Linked DNA regions of Mus musculus: all the other regions are linked to region 1. A link is a contact called in public Hi-C, HiCAR-type and promoter capture Hi-C data. All regions are on one chromosome and are shown on one strand. Each heading gives the region's core, a stretch centred on a gene start, on an enhancer-like site or on the middle of the called end of the contact. The rest is flanking DNA. Distances are from core to core; before and after follow the strand shown.

Evidence for each region. Promoter capture Hi-C pulls out the DNA fragments that hold promoters and counts their contacts. Hi-C and Micro-C count contacts between places; a contact is called where the count stands out from the background. HiCAR-type assays count read pairs that join an accessible place to other places. Capture Hi-C pulls out chosen DNA fragments and counts their contacts.
Region 2: a HiCAR-type map of astrocytes shows a contact between it and region 1, with 4 times the contacts expected there. The contact joins the promoter of Cmip here to the promoter of Hsbp1 in region 1. A contact is called at or near these places in 2 of 39 promoter capture datasets (cranial neural crest and embryonic stem cells) and 3 of 115 datasets of contacts at active chromatin or transcription factors (astrocytes, embryonic stem cells and large pre-B cells).
Region 3: a Hi-C map of B cells shows a contact between it and region 1, with 5 read pairs. The contact joins the promoter of Atmin here to the promoter of Hsbp1 in region 1. A contact is called at or near these places in 2 of 39 promoter capture datasets (embryonic stem cells and liver), 1 of 484 Hi-C or Micro-C datasets (B cells) and 1 of 9 other capture datasets (embryonic stem cells).
Region 4: a contact with region 1 is called in a promoter capture Hi-C map of embryonic stem cells, with 5 times the contacts expected there. The contact joins the promoter of Gan here to the promoter of Hsbp1 in region 1. A contact is called at or near these places in 2 of 39 promoter capture datasets (embryonic stem cells and liver).
Region 5: a contact with region 1 is called in a promoter capture Hi-C map of liver, with 2.3 times the contacts expected there. The contact joins the promoter of Fbxo31 here to the promoter of Hsbp1 in region 1. A contact is called at or near these places in 1 of 39 promoter capture datasets (embryonic stem cells), 3 of 484 Hi-C or Micro-C datasets (CD4 T cells and the G1E-ER4 cell line), 1 of 115 datasets of contacts at active chromatin or transcription factors (thymic regulatory T cells) and 2 of 9 other capture datasets (adipose tissue and liver).
Region 6: a contact with region 1 is called in a promoter capture Hi-C map of embryonic stem cells, with 5 times the contacts expected there. The contact joins the promoter of 1700030J22Rik here to the promoter of Hsbp1 in region 1. A contact is called at or near these places in 1 of 39 promoter capture datasets (embryonic stem cells), 2 of 484 Hi-C or Micro-C datasets (CD4 T cells and Th1 cells) and 1 of 115 datasets of contacts at active chromatin or transcription factors (astrocytes).

The regions. Positions count from the first base shown.
Region 1 is chr8:119,343,285-119,346,027 of GRCm38.p6, reverse strand. Hsbp1 (heat shock factor binding protein 1) reads right to left here and starts at 1,490. Exons shown (of 4, transcript NM_024219.1): 1 at 1,408-1,490; 2 at 1,026-1,092; 3 at 295-415. The coding sequence starts at 1,452. The coding sequence ends at 297.
Region 2 is chr8:117,255,573-117,258,272 of GRCm38.p6, reverse strand. It overlaps Cmip (c-Maf inducing protein), which reads right to left and starts at 1,254. Exons shown (of 21, transcript NM_001163262.1): 1 at 872-1,254. The coding sequence starts at 1,171.
Region 3 is chr8:116,942,106-116,944,805 of GRCm38.p6, reverse strand. It overlaps Atmin (ATM interactor), which reads right to left and starts at 1,413. Exons shown (of 4, transcript NM_177700.4): 1 at 1,056-1,413. The coding sequence starts at 1,379. It also overlaps a transcript of Cmc2 not described here.
Region 4 is chr8:117,156,513-117,159,301 of GRCm38.p6, reverse strand. Gan (giant axonal neuropathy) reads right to left here and starts at 1,321. Exons shown (of 11, transcript NM_001081151.2): 1 at 1,001-1,321. The coding sequence starts at 1,167.
Region 5 is chr8:121,577,316-121,580,103 of GRCm38.p6, reverse strand. It overlaps Fbxo31 (F-box protein 31), which reads left to right and starts at 1,298. Exons shown (of 9, transcript NM_133765.4): 1 at 1,298-1,646. The coding sequence starts at 1,349. n-TMcat17 (a tRNA gene) reads left to right here and starts at 803; the gene lies at 803-875.
Region 6 is chr8:116,977,608-116,980,307 of GRCm38.p6, reverse strand. It overlaps 1700030J22Rik (RIKEN cDNA 1700030J22 gene), which reads left to right and starts at 1,349. Exons shown (of 3, transcript NM_027103.3): 1 at 1,349-1,529.

The DNA of each region.
Region 1 (2,743 bases), core at 241-2,740:
TGAGTACGCTGTAGCTGTACAGATGGTTGTGAGCCTTCACGTGGTTGTTGGGAATTGAATTTAGGACCTGTGCTCGCTCAGGTCGGCCTGAAGATTTATTATTATAGATAAGTACACTGTAGCTGTCTACAGACTCACCAGAAGAGGGCGTCAGATCTCACTTCGGGTGGTATTTCAAAAACTTGGGAGTTCACCGGTGGGGAGGAGAGAGGTCTCCTGATAACCGATCAACGACACCCCCCCACCCCGTCGCACTGACGGGCGTTTTACGCTGAGGTAACCCCCCCCCCTCACCTTCAACTCTTCTGGGCAGTAGGAATCTTGTTTTCAGGGTCCAGTTCTTCTACTCCAGCCTGGGTCATGAGGTCAGCGATATTCTTCTCCAGGTCGTCAATCCGACTGCTCATGTCATCTAGTGGCACAGTTAAAGAGCCCGCACGGCAGCATCACCTCACCTCGGCCTCTCCCCCCCAGGCCCCCGCCCACTGGTTTAAACAGCTGCTTCCCCAGTTTCATCTGGCTACAGTGACAGCCTGGCGGTCGGGGTTCGGGGGGACTGGGGTGAGTTTTCTTCCCTACACCTCCAACTCTAGAAGTACTCCCAGACAACGGTTACCATGCAAACCCCTTTACTGGTGTTCTGGAGGGGCACCAACAAGGGCTTGGGGTAGGTCTCGCTGTGTCTCTGGCTCTTGGCACAGTCCTCCACGGGAACACAATATAGCCAAGATCAGGAAAGACACTTCTAAGTGGGGACGGGGAAAAGGCTCGGCCGTTAAGAGCACGCGAGGCTCCTGCAGAGGGCACGAGTGTACTGGGCAGTTCACAACCGCCTGTTACTCCAGCTCCAGGGGATCCAACGCCTCTGGTCTCAGTCACTCCCAGTACCCCCTTATACATATAATTAAAAATAATAAACCCTTTGTAAAAAAAAAGGCAATTTCTAAATGACTAACTGAAATCTGTTTGTAAACCACCCCGCTCACCCCCACAGTTAAGAAACTGCCTCCAAATCAAAAGGATATTCCTTCCGATGATCTGGTCTGACATGATCTGAAACTTGTCTTGCATCTGCTGCAAGAGCGTCTCCACCTAAGAGAAACCAGGACAAGTCAGCCGATCCCAACCTATGCCGAGACCCCCTTCCTGGGACCGGCGTTGGGGAGCCGAGGACGCAGGCATGAAGGGGGGGTGGGGTGGTGGTGGTTCCCGGCTGGAGTGTGAGGCCTTCAGCAAGGGCCTGCCAGCTCGGATCGGTGTCCCTGCGGGTCAGGTCCGGAGGGTCCGGGTCGGGGCCGACCGGAGGGCGAGCCCCGCAGGTGCGCGGGCCGAGGCCGCTGGCCACACCCCACGCCAGGGCCGAGAGCGGCCCCGGGGTGTCCAGGCCCATATGAGGCTGCCGCTTACCACCAAGGTGATGTCCTGCATGGTCTTGGGGTCCGTCTCGGCCATCTCCCCGGTGCCCAGCTTGGCGGCGATGTCTCGGAACCGTCACCTACACTTCGGTTTCTCGGCGCAGACGCCCACAAGCCGACAGTTCTCGCGACTACACGGTCACGGGACCGCGAGGCATTGTGGGTGTTGTAGTTTCTGCCACGCACCGGAAGGTCCTAGGAGGCTTCAGATTGTCCTGCCTGCGGATAAGCTACGCCCCCCAGTTCTTAGCTCCGCCTTCATCTTCCGCCCAGTTCCACCCTGAAGGCTGAACCGAGAGGAAGAGGAGGAGAAAACGCCGGAAATGGACCAAAATTGTGGGGATTAGCGTTGGCTTCTTCCATGGATGTAGTTAGGCACTCAGGCCTTGCAAGGCGAAGCCGGTGACGAGCTTGCTTCAAAGTCTGACACTGTGAGTTCAATCTCTGTGATCCACATGTTGGAAGCAGAAACTCGATTCCCACAAATTGTGTGTGCACTGCTGTGACATGCATGCATACACACATAAACATACACACAAAATAAGAAAGTGTTCTGTTACTACTAAAAAACATTAGGGGGCTGGAGAGATGGCTCAGCGGTTAAGAGCACTCACTGCTCTTCCAGAGGACCCGGGTTCTATTCCCAGCACCCACAGGGTAGCTCACAACTCCAAATCTAGGAGACCCAACAACCTCACACAGACAAAACACAGTGCAGGCAGTGGAGGAGGCTGGGATAGAATATCGTGGTCATTTGAATACAAATGGCCCCATAGGCCCATAGGGACTGGCCCTATTAGGAGGTTTGGCCTTGTTGGAGTAGGTGTGACCTTGTTGGAGGAGGTGTGTCACTAGGAGGCGGACTTTGGGGTTTCAGAAGTTCAAGCCTGGCCAGTGTCCTGCTGTGTGTGGATCCAGATGTAGAACTCTCAGCTCCTCTTCCAGCACCATGTCTGCCTGCACATGCCATGCTTCCTGTCATGATGATAGTGGACTAGTCCTCTGAACTGTAAGCCAGCCCCAGTTAAATATTTTCTTTTATGAGAGTTGTTGTGGGTATGGTGTCTCTTCACAGCAATAGATGTCCTAACTAAGACAGATCCAATTCTTTACATTTATGGACTGGAGTGGGGGTGTCTCTGAGTCTAGCAAACCAGTGAAGGTACGCGGCGTTAGGATATAAGGTCCGATTGTTCCACCCTACCTTGGGGCTGTTATAGGGAGTTGGGCAGCTTAAGGAAGACTCTAGACAGGGCAGGAGGAGTGGCTGATCCCCTCTGCAGAGCCAACACCGGCCAGAGTTCTCCATGTTCCTACGTTACAGTGAA
Region 2 (2,700 bases), core at 5-2,504, 2.1 Mb after region 1:
GCATCCTGTATAGGCCCTGCCCACCGCCCCCACTCCCCCTCCTCGACCCCACCACAGCTGTCTGTCCCCAGGAGGAAGAAGGCCACCATTTGCAGATTCGATTTCCGAAAGCAACTAGTAAGATCCTCCTTTCTCCATCTCATCCAGCTGACCTGGCCCTGGCCACACAGCAAAAAAAAAAAAAAAAAAAAAAAAAAAAAAAAAAACTGTAACAAAACAGGACGCAGCCACAAAACATGCTTACACACGCTCCACAGACAACGCAAGGGCAGGCTGGGCAGCCCAGCTGCTTCTACCCAGAGAACTCGACTATCCCAGGGTCTGAGCGGGTCCAGGACCTCGGCCCCCTGCCCCCCACCCTCCAACCTCCTAACGTGCGAAGGAGATTTTTAGAAAGGGCAGGCACCCGGTTTTGCCTTGCCAGGCCCGGCAGGGGAAAAAAAAAAGGGTAAAGGCAGGCTAAAGCAAACGCAGGAGTTGCTTTCTGGAAATTGTTGGCGCTGGGGGGTTACGGCTTTTATGGAGGAGAGGGTTGCGTTTTGTTTTCTCCTGTAGCTCAGATCCAGATGGGCAACGAGTTCAGAAAAGGAACAAACACCACTATCCTCAGGGCCCAGTCTAGGGTCCCAGACATCAGAAACGCAAGCGTTTAGGCAAAAGTCCCCAAGCGCTCAGCCCGGGTGGGCTAAGTGTCCAGGACACGAAAGAGGATTCCCATAGCCTGCCTTGGAGGATCAAGTCTAGAGGTTCCAGCCCAGCCCCGTGCGCAGGCCGGGACTAGGGGGCCGCGCGCTCGGAGACAAGCAGCGGGGCGCCTCGGTCCCGAGGGACCCCAGCTTGGGAAGCCCCACGGCCACGCAGGGCCACTCACCGTGGCGGATGCTAAGCTGTTGTCGGCCAGCGTTAGGTGGTGCGGCTCCCAGCGCCTCAGGAATTTGGAGGTGAGGATCTTGCTGAGAAAGGTCCGAGGGTGCCGGATGACACAGACCTGAATGTCGCCCTCCTGCAGCAGCTTGTACCTCATCCCGTTGCAAAGCAGCAGGGCCCGGCGGCAAGGCACGGCGCCCATCACCTTGGTGCCCTCGGGGCCAGACACGTCGCTCCCAAGCAGCGGCTTGGTCTCCTCGATCTGCCGGGGGTCGCCGCCGCCCGAGCTGCTCGTCACATCCATGGCCGCGCCGGGGCGGGGGCCGCGCGCGCGATCGCGGCTGGCGTGGGGCCGGGCCGGCGGGGCCCCCGCGGAGGGCCCGCACCCCCCCACCGCCGGGAAGGTGGGGGGGCGTGGGCTGGGGGCGCCCCGCGGGGACGAACGGGAGCGCGCGGGGGCAGGCGGGGGCGCGCGGGGCGCTTCCTGGGCTGCTTCCTTCTAGCTGCTGGGGCGCATGCCGGCGCGAACGGGTTGGCGACTGCGGCGAGGGCGGCGGGCGATCGCGGGGCGCAGAGAGGATCGGGTCCTCGGGGGGCGGGGGCGGCGCCGGGGACGGCGGGCGCGGGCGTGTCTCGGCCTCGCGCGGGCGCGCTGTGCGGTGCGTGTGTCCGCGTCCGTCCGCGAGTGTGTGCTGCGGGCGGGGGCCGCGCCGGCTGCCGGGGAGATTGCGGGAGGCTGGCGCGCGCGATTGGTCCCCGCGGGGTCATGTGCCCGCCCTCTGACGTCAATGGCGGCAACAGCGGCTTCGGCCTCCCCGGGGCGGGCGGAGTCCGGGATGGGCCGGGCCCCGGGCGGGGACTTGGTGGAGGCGGGCGCGGCCCGACGGGAGGGGCGGCCCCTGGGGAGGGGGCCGGGGTTGGGCAAGCGTCGACAGTCCCCGCGCCGCGCCCCGGAATGTGGGTAGTGTTCGAGGGGACGTCACGCGGGCCGCGCCCCCGAGGGTGCACAGCTGAGCACTAGCCCTGCGCCCCTAACCACCACGCCATCCTGGGCCGGGCTTGGGAAATAAAGTCAGCCCCATGACCAAGAGGATGCCGACCAGTACTTCCCCTTCCTAGTCCAAGACTGGGCCGAAAGCTGGGGTTCTGCCCGCTGCACCCCTGACACCGCCTTTCCAACACAAGCTGCTTCCCCAGGGATGGCCAGATGGGTCCACAGAACAGTTTCTTGGGGTTGAAACTATCCCGCTCCACAGAGCTATGCATGGTCGCTCACCACTACAAGCTCAGTACTCAGGGGGGGCTGAGGCAGGAGGATTGCTGTGGGCGCAAGGCCAGTTTGAGCTACATAGTAAATTTCAGGCCAGTCGAGACAGAAGGCCCTGTTTTTAAAAACAAAATAAGATAAATAAATAGGACTGGGGGTGTACCTCAGTTGTCAGGAGAGTGTTTATCTACCATGCACAAGACCCTAGATTGGTTCTCGGACACTACATCACTACCTAACCCCACAAGGTGGCATGAGCATATAATCCTAGCTCTAAGGAAGTTGGAAGCAAGCACTTGAATTCAAGGTCATCTTTGGCTGTGCGTTCGAAGCCAACTTGTAGTATATGTCTGAGAAGAGAAGAGAAGAGAAGAGAAGAGAAGAGAAGAGAAGAGAAGAGAAGGGAAGGGAAGGGAAGGGAAGGGAAGGGAAGGGAAGGGAAGGGAAGGGAAGGGAAGGGAAGGGAAGGGAAGGGAAGGGAAGGGAAGGGAAGGGAAGGGAAGGGAAGGGAAGGGAAGGGAAGGGAAGAGAAAATTTTAAGGAAATGCCCCCTCCCTCTTCTGAAA
Region 3 (2,700 bases), core at 164-2,663, 2.4 Mb after region 1:
GGGATTAGGCCATGGAATTATTACAGGCACACTCACTCTCCACCCCCCTAAATCATGGTGAGAGAAAGAGAGAATTTAACATTTAGGATGAAAGAGGAAGCTTCAGGTTGGAGCCTGTAGTGAGTTGTGTTCTGGAACGAGGCTCAAACCTTTACACAGAACTTCCTCAGCTTGCCCCTGCTGACATTTCCTGACTGACCTTTCCCTGACATCACTGTTGCCTTTTGTTGGCCTTACTACACTTATTGGCCTTACTACAGAGTAAAACCTAAAAGTTACAGTTGGGGAGTTCTCAGGGGTGGGGGTGGGGGATGCCCACGGTGAATTCACCTGCAGGTCAGAGAGATCCTGCAACCCTCCAAGTAATGACTCAAATCTGACCAGGGGAAAGGCGCACAAAACTGCTTTCAGTGACTTGCGTTTTCCAGTTGGAGCACTGGGGGCACTGAGATCTGACGGTGAAAGGAAGCTTTCTACTGTAAAAGCTGAGCAGCTGTGACTTAACAGGTCTGGCATGGGGGCCCTAACATCTGATTTCCTCCCCCAAGCTTCCAGAGTATACCATGGGTTTGAAAGCCACCGTCCCCATTTATGTAACACGGAGAGGTCTTGGTCAGACATCCGTCATACCAGCTACCGGTGAACCTCCTCCTTACAGATCCACGGGAGAAACCTCCCTCCCCTCTCCTTCCTGCGCAGAGTTGATCTCAGCAGCCTCGTGAAACTTGCAGCTCAAGTGCCCAGAGTCCAACCCAACCCGCAGCCGCTTTTGAGTGACCAGGTAGGACCCACCGGCAGTTTCGTGGGAGGGGCGGAAAGCCTGCGGGGTTGCATCTGGGTGCCTTGGCGACATCACCTGTCGCTCATCCTTGGAACCTGAGTAAACAGGCAGGCTCCCCGAGGTGTTGTGGGCACGCCACCGAGAAGCTGCTTGCCCGGTGCGTTGTGCGCGCTCCCCCGCGCTCTCGCCGTGCTCGGTCGGTCGGGCGCAGGTGGCAGGGCACGGCGCAAACCCCGCACACCCCGCGCCCGCGTCCCCGCCGCGGCCCGCTCACCTGCAGTCGGTGGCTCTTGACGAGGTGCATGTTGAGCGCAGGGCTGTTGGGCAGGATCTTGCCGCAGCCGCGCACGGTGCACAGAATATTGGTGCGCACAGCCCGGGACAGCTCGCTCACAGTCGGCTGGATCAGCTCCCGGGCCGGTGGCACCGGGGCCGCGGCCCGAGCCCTGGCCGGTCTCGGCCGGCTGCCTTGCAGTCGCGACTCGGGCGGCCTCCACGGGCTAGAGGCGGCGGCGGCTCCCCGCGTGCTCGCCGGCGTGGCCGGGACACCCGGGGCCGGACCCGCAGAATCGGCCGCCGCCGCCTCCGTGGCCGCCATGGCTCCCGCACGGCCGCCAGGCCCCTCTCGCAGTGCCCGCCCCCGCCGCAGCCACTTCCGGCAGGGGGCGGGGCCTCCGGGCTCATTAGCATCCGGCCGGTCGGTGGCCGCAGCGCCGCCCGCCGGCCGCGGCGAGCGCGTGTTGGAGGTTGAAGTCCCATGTGCTGGGAGAACAGGTGAATTGGATAGGTTCCATGAACCCACACTTTCTACTTCCTAGGGACCTGAGCTCAGGCAACAGCTGGATAGAAGAGAAAGAGATGCTTTCAGGTTTAACCTTTTTTTTTTGACCGTTGATTTATTGTTATTAGGAATAAATTTTATATTGTAGACTATTTGATTAGCATGCTTAAGGCCCTGGATTTGATCGGTAGCACACTAAAAACAAAACAAAACAAACTTATCTTATTCTTTGAGGCCCCGCCTGGCCTCAGAATCCCCATATAATCAAGGAGTCCTTGAACTCCTTATTCTCTTACCACTACCTCCATACTCCTGGGGTTTTACTAAGCCTAGTGGTAGCGTTAAAGATTGAACCCAGTGCCTTAGACGTGTACTCTGCCAGCTGAGCTACAGCCCAGCCCCCACAGACTAATTCTCTCTTATCTCTGAAGAGGGAAGAGTCTGAGGTGGATCTAGTCGGCTGAAAGCAAGGTGTCAGCTGGGCTTGTTCTTCCAAGGATCTTGCCTTTTTCAGCGTCTAGAGGTCACCTGCATTTCTTTGCCAATGGGCCTTCCTTTACACCAAAATCAGGAATGGGAAGTTGAGTCTGTCACATTTCATAACCGACATCTATCGTCATCATGCCACCTACTACATTGGACCTGGGTATCACAGGGCCAATGGGCTCAACTGCAGAGTCCCTTTGCCTTGGGGACATACTCAGACTCCAGGAATTCTGAAGCAGGCATTTTTGAGAATTGTTCAGCATGACGCTAGGCTTTCTTGTTCAGATTCCAGGTCCAGATTCCTGCCAACTGTACCAGGGAGAGTTACGAAGTAGAATAAATACCCCAGCAAGTGCAAGGGCTTCGGCAGTTCCCATTCAGCCACTCATGAACCTTGTGGGCAGAATGACTTCTTTGTATGTGACTGACTGGTCGGGAGAGTGGTCAAAGGGAGCTAGTGGGGCTAGGGGGATGGCTCTGTGGTTAAGAGCACTTAATGTTCTTACACAAGACAGGTTTGATTCCAAGCACCCAAATGGTGGTTTACAACCATCCATAACTCCAGTTCCCAGGCACGAATGTGGTATACATACACAGATGCAAACAAAGCACTCATACAAATAAAATCAAACCATCCCCCCTCCCCCTTAAA
Region 4 (2,789 bases), core at 72-2,571, 2.2 Mb after region 1:
TCTAAATTTCTTGTTCACAGACACCTGACCCCTAAGTCCACAAAGAGCCCAATGTTGTAAGGCCAGGCTAGGCTAAAAGCCAGAAGTTTCAAGGGCACTTGGATTGCTTCTGGAGTTCGAAGGTCTCCAAAAGCAAAGATTCAAGAACAGCATATGTGTCCGAGTTCTGCTGGGACAGAGCCCTAAGAAACGGCATACACATAATTTTCCATTTTCTGATCTGTCAATTCTAGTGACATTGCTATCATTCGTCTATATTTAACCAGCTTACTGGGCACTTTCTCTACCTTTTAGTGCCCCCCCCCACCCCCCATATTAAAAGAGCAAACCAGTTTGCCTGAAGGAAAGTTGCTAAAGAAAAGACAGGAGCCCATCTCACAAATTCTGATCCGATGCTATAAGCTTGGTCTCAACCTTTTCATTAACCTAGTAAACTGGGCTAAGGTTTGCGTCGCTTAAGTTTTACAGTGCCCTCTTGGTGGTTACAATCGCTGGGTCCTCGGTGGTAACTGTAGCCAAAGAACGACCCCGGGTCTTCTCAAATTCGCAACAGTTTTGCCTGTTTGTAACAAGGGAGTGGCAAAGTGACAGTTGGGCTTTGGGGGTGGGGGCTTCCCACCGACCTCTTACAGGGTTCTCCTTCTGCCTAAGCCGCGGGTGTTTGTTTTGGCTTCCCCGCGCAAAACCTGGCCGGCCCACTGTGCGGTGACTCGGAGGTAAAACTTCTGCGGGGCTCCGCGGGCCGGGCGGGGCCTGTCGGGGCGAAGGGGCGGCTCTTCCCGGAGCAGCCCCGCCCTGCTCGCGGGTGCGGGTCCAGGACGGCCTGTACACCGTGTTTGGGGCTTTTGCGGACCTCCAGGGACTCCGGGATCGGGGCGATCTCGGTGGAGAGGCCCATGGGCGCCCGAGGGGCGCGGCGGCAGAGCCACTGGAGCCGCAGGCGGCCAGGCCAGAGAGAGAGGGAGGGATGCGGAGGCGATGGGCGGCGGCGCCCGCTCACCTGATGTACGGGCTGGCCGCCGCCAGGATGTTCTTCTGCACCGGGATCTCCTCGCCGTCGAGGACCAGATGCGCGTCGCAGAAACGCGCCTCCTCCCGGAACGAGCTGAGCGCCCGCAGCAGGCGCGCGGCGTGCTGAGGGTCGGACACAGCGCTGCCCTCGGCCATCGCGCCTCCCGCTCCTCCGCCGCCACCTGCCCGACCCGCCCGCCCGAGTCCCGCGCACGTCCCCGCCGGCCACTCCTCGCGTCCGCTCGCCCGCCCGCCCGGACTGAGTGAAGCTCTGGAGTCAGAGCTGGAAGTTCAACAACGCGCCTGCGCCATCGGCAGCGCGTGCGGACGGCGCCTTTAAGGAGCTGTGCCGTTGCGTCATCTTTCCGCGACGCCCCCGCGCCCCGCCCTACCTCGCAGCAGCCAATCAGAAGGGCTGGGCTGCGAGCGCCGGGCGCGCCCACGGGCTGTGCTTGGTGCGGGCGGAAGGGTTTAGCGGTTCCGCGGTATCCAATTCCCAGTCTCGGCGAACCGAGTGCTCTCAGTGTGGAAGGGAGTGAGACGCAGAGTGAAGCCGAGGACTTATTATTCCTTTCGCGGGAGTTACGCCTCGCTACGTTCACGTCCATTAGTTCCGGGCAGAACGCGGAGTCCGCCAGAAGCCTTCGCTGAAGACGTCGCGAGTGAAGCGAGAGAAACAAGCAGTTTTGCAAGGCTGTGGCAAGGAAGGTGTTTTCCTCTTGCAATTGGGGACCGGGAGCAATGGAAGGGTTTTAAATACCGCGGTAGGGGTAAGGTGTTCCGAAGGTTTCTAAGATCGGGGTCTTTAAAGCAGATCGATGCCAAGATTAGATAGTGGGCTGGATAAAAGGACTCTGTGGTATATGCCCTCCCTTCCGCCCCCGCACAAGAGTACAATTGGGAAGGAGAGGGGGTCCAGTTAATTGCATGATTGCCATCCCTACCTTTTAGGAAAGATAAAGTCTGAAAGACTAGGGGGTATGAAGGCCAGATGTTCGGATGGTGGGGGCTAGACTTCCCACAGAGACAGATCAAGGCTGTGGTACTAAGCACCCCTGGGTGTGCTCACTCTGCAGGGCGAGCCTCGTCTGTGTCCCTGGAAGTTGCTGAAGGTGCTTGGGAGTGGAGGAAGTAGCTACCATTTTGTGCAAACATTAGGTGCTCGAGGCTACAGAGAATTAAGTCTTATGAGGACCAAGGATCAGAACATTGGGGCAGCATTCAAAGTAAGGCAGGATGTGGTTTTCAGTGCGTCAGCACAGCCTCCCGTAGTCCAAAGGCCCCAAGGAAAGTCTTGGTTTTCACCCTGGAAGCAGCAAGGCTTTGGCGTCACTGATAGGAATCAGAGTATAAACTATACTCAAGATAGGAGACTAGGGGAGTAAAGTCAAGGAAGTTACTAGTAGAAGATCGATACATTTCCAGTTTCCATTTCAAACACAGTATCTATACCTGCAGTGATAAAAGTATCTAGACTCTAAACCAGGAGGTGGTGACGCAAGCCTTTAATCCCAGCACCGGGGAGGCAGAGGCAGGCAGGTCTCTGTGAGTTCCTGGCCCACCGAGAGAGTTCCAGAACAGCCAGGGGCTACATAGAGAAACCCTGTCTTGAAAAACCAAAGAGACAACCCCCGCATCCAAAAAAAAAAAAAAAGTAAGCTGTGTCAAAACTAAGGTCTGGGAAAGCAGAGCTGAGTAGAGCTAACAAGGAACTGTGAGTTACTAATTAGTAAGGCCTGTAGTGGGCTGTGTTGTATACAGCCTCTGTATTTGTGCCT
Region 5 (2,788 bases), core at 49-2,548, 2.2 Mb before region 1:
ATGCCCACAAAGAGCTTACCCTCCCCCGTGGGCATTAACACACGGGGACAAGAGGCAGCGTGTGCTCAGCTACACTTTTACACGATGTTAATATTATCAGGTAATTTAAGTCTTTTTTGTTTTGTTTTGTTTTGTTTTTTACATGAAATCTTGCCGCATAGCTCAGGTTGTCCTGAAAAGTCCCCACCCTCCTGACTCATCTCCCTAAGGTCTAGGATTACAGGCCACCAAGTGGAGCCTTTGCTTAATGCTATTGTTAATCAATCAACGAATGCATTAGGTAATATCTGTTTGCTTGTTGGGATAATTTACTGAGCGGACTGCTAGGAGGCACAGGGTCTCACGTAGCCCAGGCTGGCCGTAAAGTCACTAAGTAGCCAAGAGTGACCTTGTAATTCTGATCCTCCTGCCTTGATCCCCTAGCCCCAAGTTGGGATGAGAGACCGCCACGCAAACGGTTAATTTTAATAATAAAAAATAGGCGATATTGTTATATAGGGTCATTAAGGGCAGAGCTGCGGAGGATACCCCAGACTACTCTTTTCCTGAGAGGGAAGTTTCTAGACGCCTTGTGCTGCGCGGGGCAATGTGAGCTGGAGAGCAGGTTTGGGGACACCAGGAACTCCCACCTCACTGAGCACCAGACCTTTCCTTTTGCAACCAAGGTAATCTTGGCAAGTTAGTTTAGATGTAGTGTTGCTAGGCGACGGTAGCTTTGGTTTATGGTTTCCCTTGCCAGATTTTGTTCATGGCGAGGCCACCACCTGTGCAAAGGCCCTGGCAGCGAGCTTGCTGCTAAGGAGCCTCGTTAGCGCAGTAGGTAGCGCGTCAGTCTCATAATCTGAAGGTCGTGAGTTCGATCCTCACACGGGGCATCCTGCATTGTTTTCTTGCTTAAGGTAAAACCCCTTCGTTCTACCCTGTAAACGGGGTCAGAGGTGGGACTTGTGGGAGGGGTGTGGTCATGCTAGGAGCGGGGCTTTCCGGAGCTGAACCCGGCGACCCTCTTTTAGTGAGCAGCTGGGCGTCCTAAGTTTCTAGCCAAACGTTTTGGGGGCGGAGCCTGGAAATAGGGTGTGGCTCCATACAAGGGCGTGGACCTAACACGTAGGGCGGGGCCTACTGCTCAAGGGGCGGGGCGAAGCGTCTGGGTGGGGCTTGGAAGGGTGGGAGCGTCTAGGGGCGGGGCGAGTCTTCATGGGGGCGTGTGAGGGGTTGGGGTCGGAGGGCGTGGTCACGCTTGGGGTGGAGCTTGAGGAGCCTGCAAGCGGGACTACGGCTGCCTGGCCGCCTGCGCAGAGCGCTGTGCGTGCGCGTCCGCGTGCGCGCCTCCGCGGTGGTGACGGGCATGGCGGTGTGTGCTCGGCTCTGCGGCGTGGGCCCCGCGCGTGGGTGCCGCCGCCGCCAGCAGCGCCGCGGCCCGGCCGAGACTGCGGCGGCGGACAGTGAGGCGGACACGGACCCCGAGGAGGAGCGCATCGAGGCGGGGCCGGCGCGTTGCTCTCTGCTGGAGCTCCCGCCTGAGCTGCTCGTGGAGATCTTCGCGTCGCTGCCCGGCACCGACCTGCCCAGCCTGGCTCAGGTCTGCAGCAGGTTCCGCCGAATCTTGCACACGGACACCATCTGGAGACGGCGCTGCCGCGAGGGTGAGCGGGTGCATCCCCTAGTACGGACACTTGGCCGAGGCAGGAGCATGGTGTGGAGTTCCAAACCAGGCCTGCTGCAGAGTGAGAAAACCAGACAGCTAGCAGGCCAGGGCTGCAGAGTGAGATCCTGTTTTTAAAAATGTCAGACCCCGTCCCCCTAAACCAAACCTACAGCCCACCCTCCCGGTGCAGGAATAATGAGGACGCAAAGCGGCCACAGTCCCATTTGAAGGCCTTACGTCCGTGTACATACATCACGGTACTCAGCCTGAATGGCTTGTTGGTGTGTGTGTGTGTGTGTGTGTGTGTGTCCTGGAGGCTTGCTGTTCCGTGAAGGGAACATCAGGGATTCCACTGCCTGCATGTCACACAGGCTAGTGCTCTGACTGTGTGTGGGCTTCAGCCTTTTCTGTCTTCTGGCCACAGCACGCCGGAGACTGCTTTGTGCATTTTGTAGAAATGCAGGGGATTTACATCTATCTTGTGAAAACCTCTGGGGTGGTTCATCTTCGTGAGCCTGCACTTCTCCAAGTGGGATTGTGGGATGGCAGGCTGTGTGAGGAAGCGGTTTCCCCAGGTCCTCCCTGCTGCAGGGTTCTTGTGTAATTTCACGGTTGACATCAGGGTTCTGGCTTGTCTCCCCTTACCTTCGCACTGTGGGAAGTTGGGGTAATCTTACCCCACGTCTGAGTGGGATTGTGACTTGGGTAGGGGCTTTTATAATAAGTATGCAAAGCCTTCAGTCCTGAACATGACTGGTATGTCTGTTGGCCCAATGTAACGTCCTGTTTGTCTTTTGTCTTGTTTTCTTGTATAAGATCCTCAGTAGTAACCTTTAGTCGCACAGGATGGGTGATGTTTGTTTTCAGCTTCTGTCTGAGCACTGTTCTTTCTTTTTTACAAATTACTCTGTTACTCTGTTTATTGTTATTGTGTGTGTGTGTGAGAGAGAGAGAGAGAGAGAGAGAGAGAGAGAGAGGGGCATGCATGTCTTTGGAGGTTAGAGGACATCTGTTTCTTCTCTGGCAGTGGTCCTCAACCTTCCTATTGCCACAACCCTTTAATACACCTCATGCTGTGGTGACCCCCAGCCATACAGTTATTTTGTCGCTACTTCATAACTGTAATTTTGCTGCTGTTAA
Region 6 (2,700 bases), core at 100-2,599, 2.4 Mb after region 1:
TGCAGCAGACTGGAAAATTTGACCTGCCCCCTTCCCCACCCCCACTTCTGAGCTTTTCTGTGGCTGTTGAAAAGACTTGTCTACCTTCGGTTGTAAAGATCATGGTTGAGTGGCCAGGTCTGGTGGCATGTGCTTGTAATTCCAGCATTCAGAGACAGAAGGAAGCTGTTGGAGGCCAGACTAGACGTCATAGTGAAAGCCTACCTCAAAACACCGAGGAACGGAGACACATCTTGGTGACAGACTCGCTGTCTAGCAGGCGAACCTAGAAAACAATGAAAGAGTGTGTCTTTATGACTGTCCAGTATGAACATGGTGTACATACATATACACAGGCAGAACACTCATACGCATAAATCCAAAAATACATAGAAAATTTTAGAAATATGTGTCATAGCCCATTAGATACGCTGGTATAGCAATATAATTACAATATCTATCATATATGCTTGTTAAAGTATTTCCCTCATATATATGGGGGAAATAACAAATATTCACAGTCTAGAAGAGGACTTTGTTCCAACTTCATGTGTCATATACATCACATCTTTAGAGGCCGTTAATGCTATAAATCTATGCTATCGATTGTATATATGCTATACTGTATATATATTATATAATGCTATAAGTGTAAAAAGTAGTAATTCTTAGCCATTTTTTCCAAAAGCCTTTGACTCAGCCTGCTTTTGGAGACTTGTTTTCTTAATACTTTTTAAACCAGAAAGCAAAGGGACCTTGGAACTAGACATGAGTTGGGCACCAAGGGCAGCATAGTGGAGAAGTGGGCGGCCCCCTCGCGAGAAACTGCTGCTTCTGCCCCACTAAAGTGGGCAGCACCAAAAAGAACAAAACCAGAAATCCTTCCTGTCAGCAGGTGTGGAAGCCCACGCCCTCGATCCCTTCAATGTTGATTTAGGACATCGAGGAAGGAGGGTTGCCATGAGTTCGAGACCGCACCAGGCTACAAAACAAGGAAGACTCGGTCTCAAAATTATGCAACTAGGAATGAGTCGTCCCGCGAAGTTCTGCTCTCGCTTTCAACACGGGATCCCAAGAAGGAAGGGACGATTCTGCCCAAAGGAAGAAGTGGCCAAATCTCCAGACACTGTTTGTGTGGCCTCTGAGGCATTCCTTCTAGAAGGCAAAAGGCTGTTGCAGCGCAACTTGGCCGCCCAACGTCGCCAGTGCCTGCGAAGCTCTCGAAGCGTCTGGCAACGCGGCACCTAGCAACCACGCACAGAGCGACGGGAATGCTCCTTAGCCCCGCCCTCAGAGGGGACTCCGCCCTTGAGCTGGTTTGTTGCGGGGTTACGTCACTTCCGGCATGCCTGCACCTAGGCCCGCCTCCGACGCGGCCGTAACCTAGGGCAACAGCCCGGCTCTTGGGGGCCGCGACTTGCCGCTCCGGACCTTCCTTACCTCGCGGCCCCGTAGGAGCGTCTGAGTGGCTGTGGCCACGTCCTCACCCCGGGGAACACTCCCTAGACACTTCACGGGCGGCAGAGCCGCGGAAGGAAGCAATCTTCAGGGTGGGTAAGCGAGACGAAGATGGGGTACGGTTCTGGGGTAGCCTGGACTGGGCGGGGCCTAGGGAGCCGCTTGGGCCTCAGGGAGGAGCCGTTTGATAGGCGTGGTCTGTGGGGGCGTGGTTGAGGTTTCAATGGAAGGAGCTTGATGCAGCCCTCTTGATCTTCTGAAGGAAGGGTAAACTCTCAGCTTGTAGCGTGTAGGGAGCCTCTTGGAGGGAGGGAAGGAACTTATGCGGCATGAAGGAGTGTGCAGGGACTATTAGTAAAAGGGAGAAACCAGGTGGGAAGGCGTGGGCGCGAGATTCCGTCTGCCGTGAGCCTTGGGAGCCCTCAGAAGGCCATCCTTTCAGGACCCAGCCCTTAGTGAATTCAGAGAGCCGGAAAAAAAGGGGCGGAATGAAACCCCGTCCAAAACAGAAATCTAGAACCTAGGCAAAAATGAAAAAGGGCACGAGTTGGAAATGGTTGACATAGAAATGGCACACGCCCTACCCTGCAAGTGGAATTATTGGCTGTTGTAAGTTGCTATGTGGGTGCCAGGAACGAACGTGGGTCTTTGGCAAGAGTAGCAAGTGCTCTTAACTGCTGAGCCATTTCTCCAGCCCTCAGTCACCTTATTTTTATTTATTTATTTATTTATTTTTTTTTTTTTGAGACATGTTCTCTCGCTGAACCCAGAGTTCACTGATTTGGCTAGCCTGGCTAGCTGGCAAGCTCTAGGAATCCTCCTGTCTCTGCTTCCTGGCGCTGGAATTAAAGGCTTTCATTCATTATAGCAATTGGCTTTTTGTGTGGGTACTGGGGCCCTTAACTCTGTTTTCTCTACCTGTGTGGCAAGCACTGTATGACGGAGCCATCTTCTTTCTCAAGCCCATTCGAGAAGAAATGCATGGGCTTGTAAGCCAGGAAGCCTAACCTGAAAATGGTAAGCTTCAGGCTCACTGAGAAACTGTCTCAAGGGACTAAGGCAGGTGAGGAAGAGAGCAGGGGTACCTGATGTGCACACCATGTGTGTAAAAACACGAGTTTAAGAAAATGGAAAAATATGGGCTGGAAAGATAGCTAAGGAGTTTAAGAGCACTGGCTGCTCTTGCAGAGGGCCCAGGTTCAATACCCAGAACCTACATGGTAGCTCATGACTAACTCGAGTTCAGAGGATCCAATGCTCTTC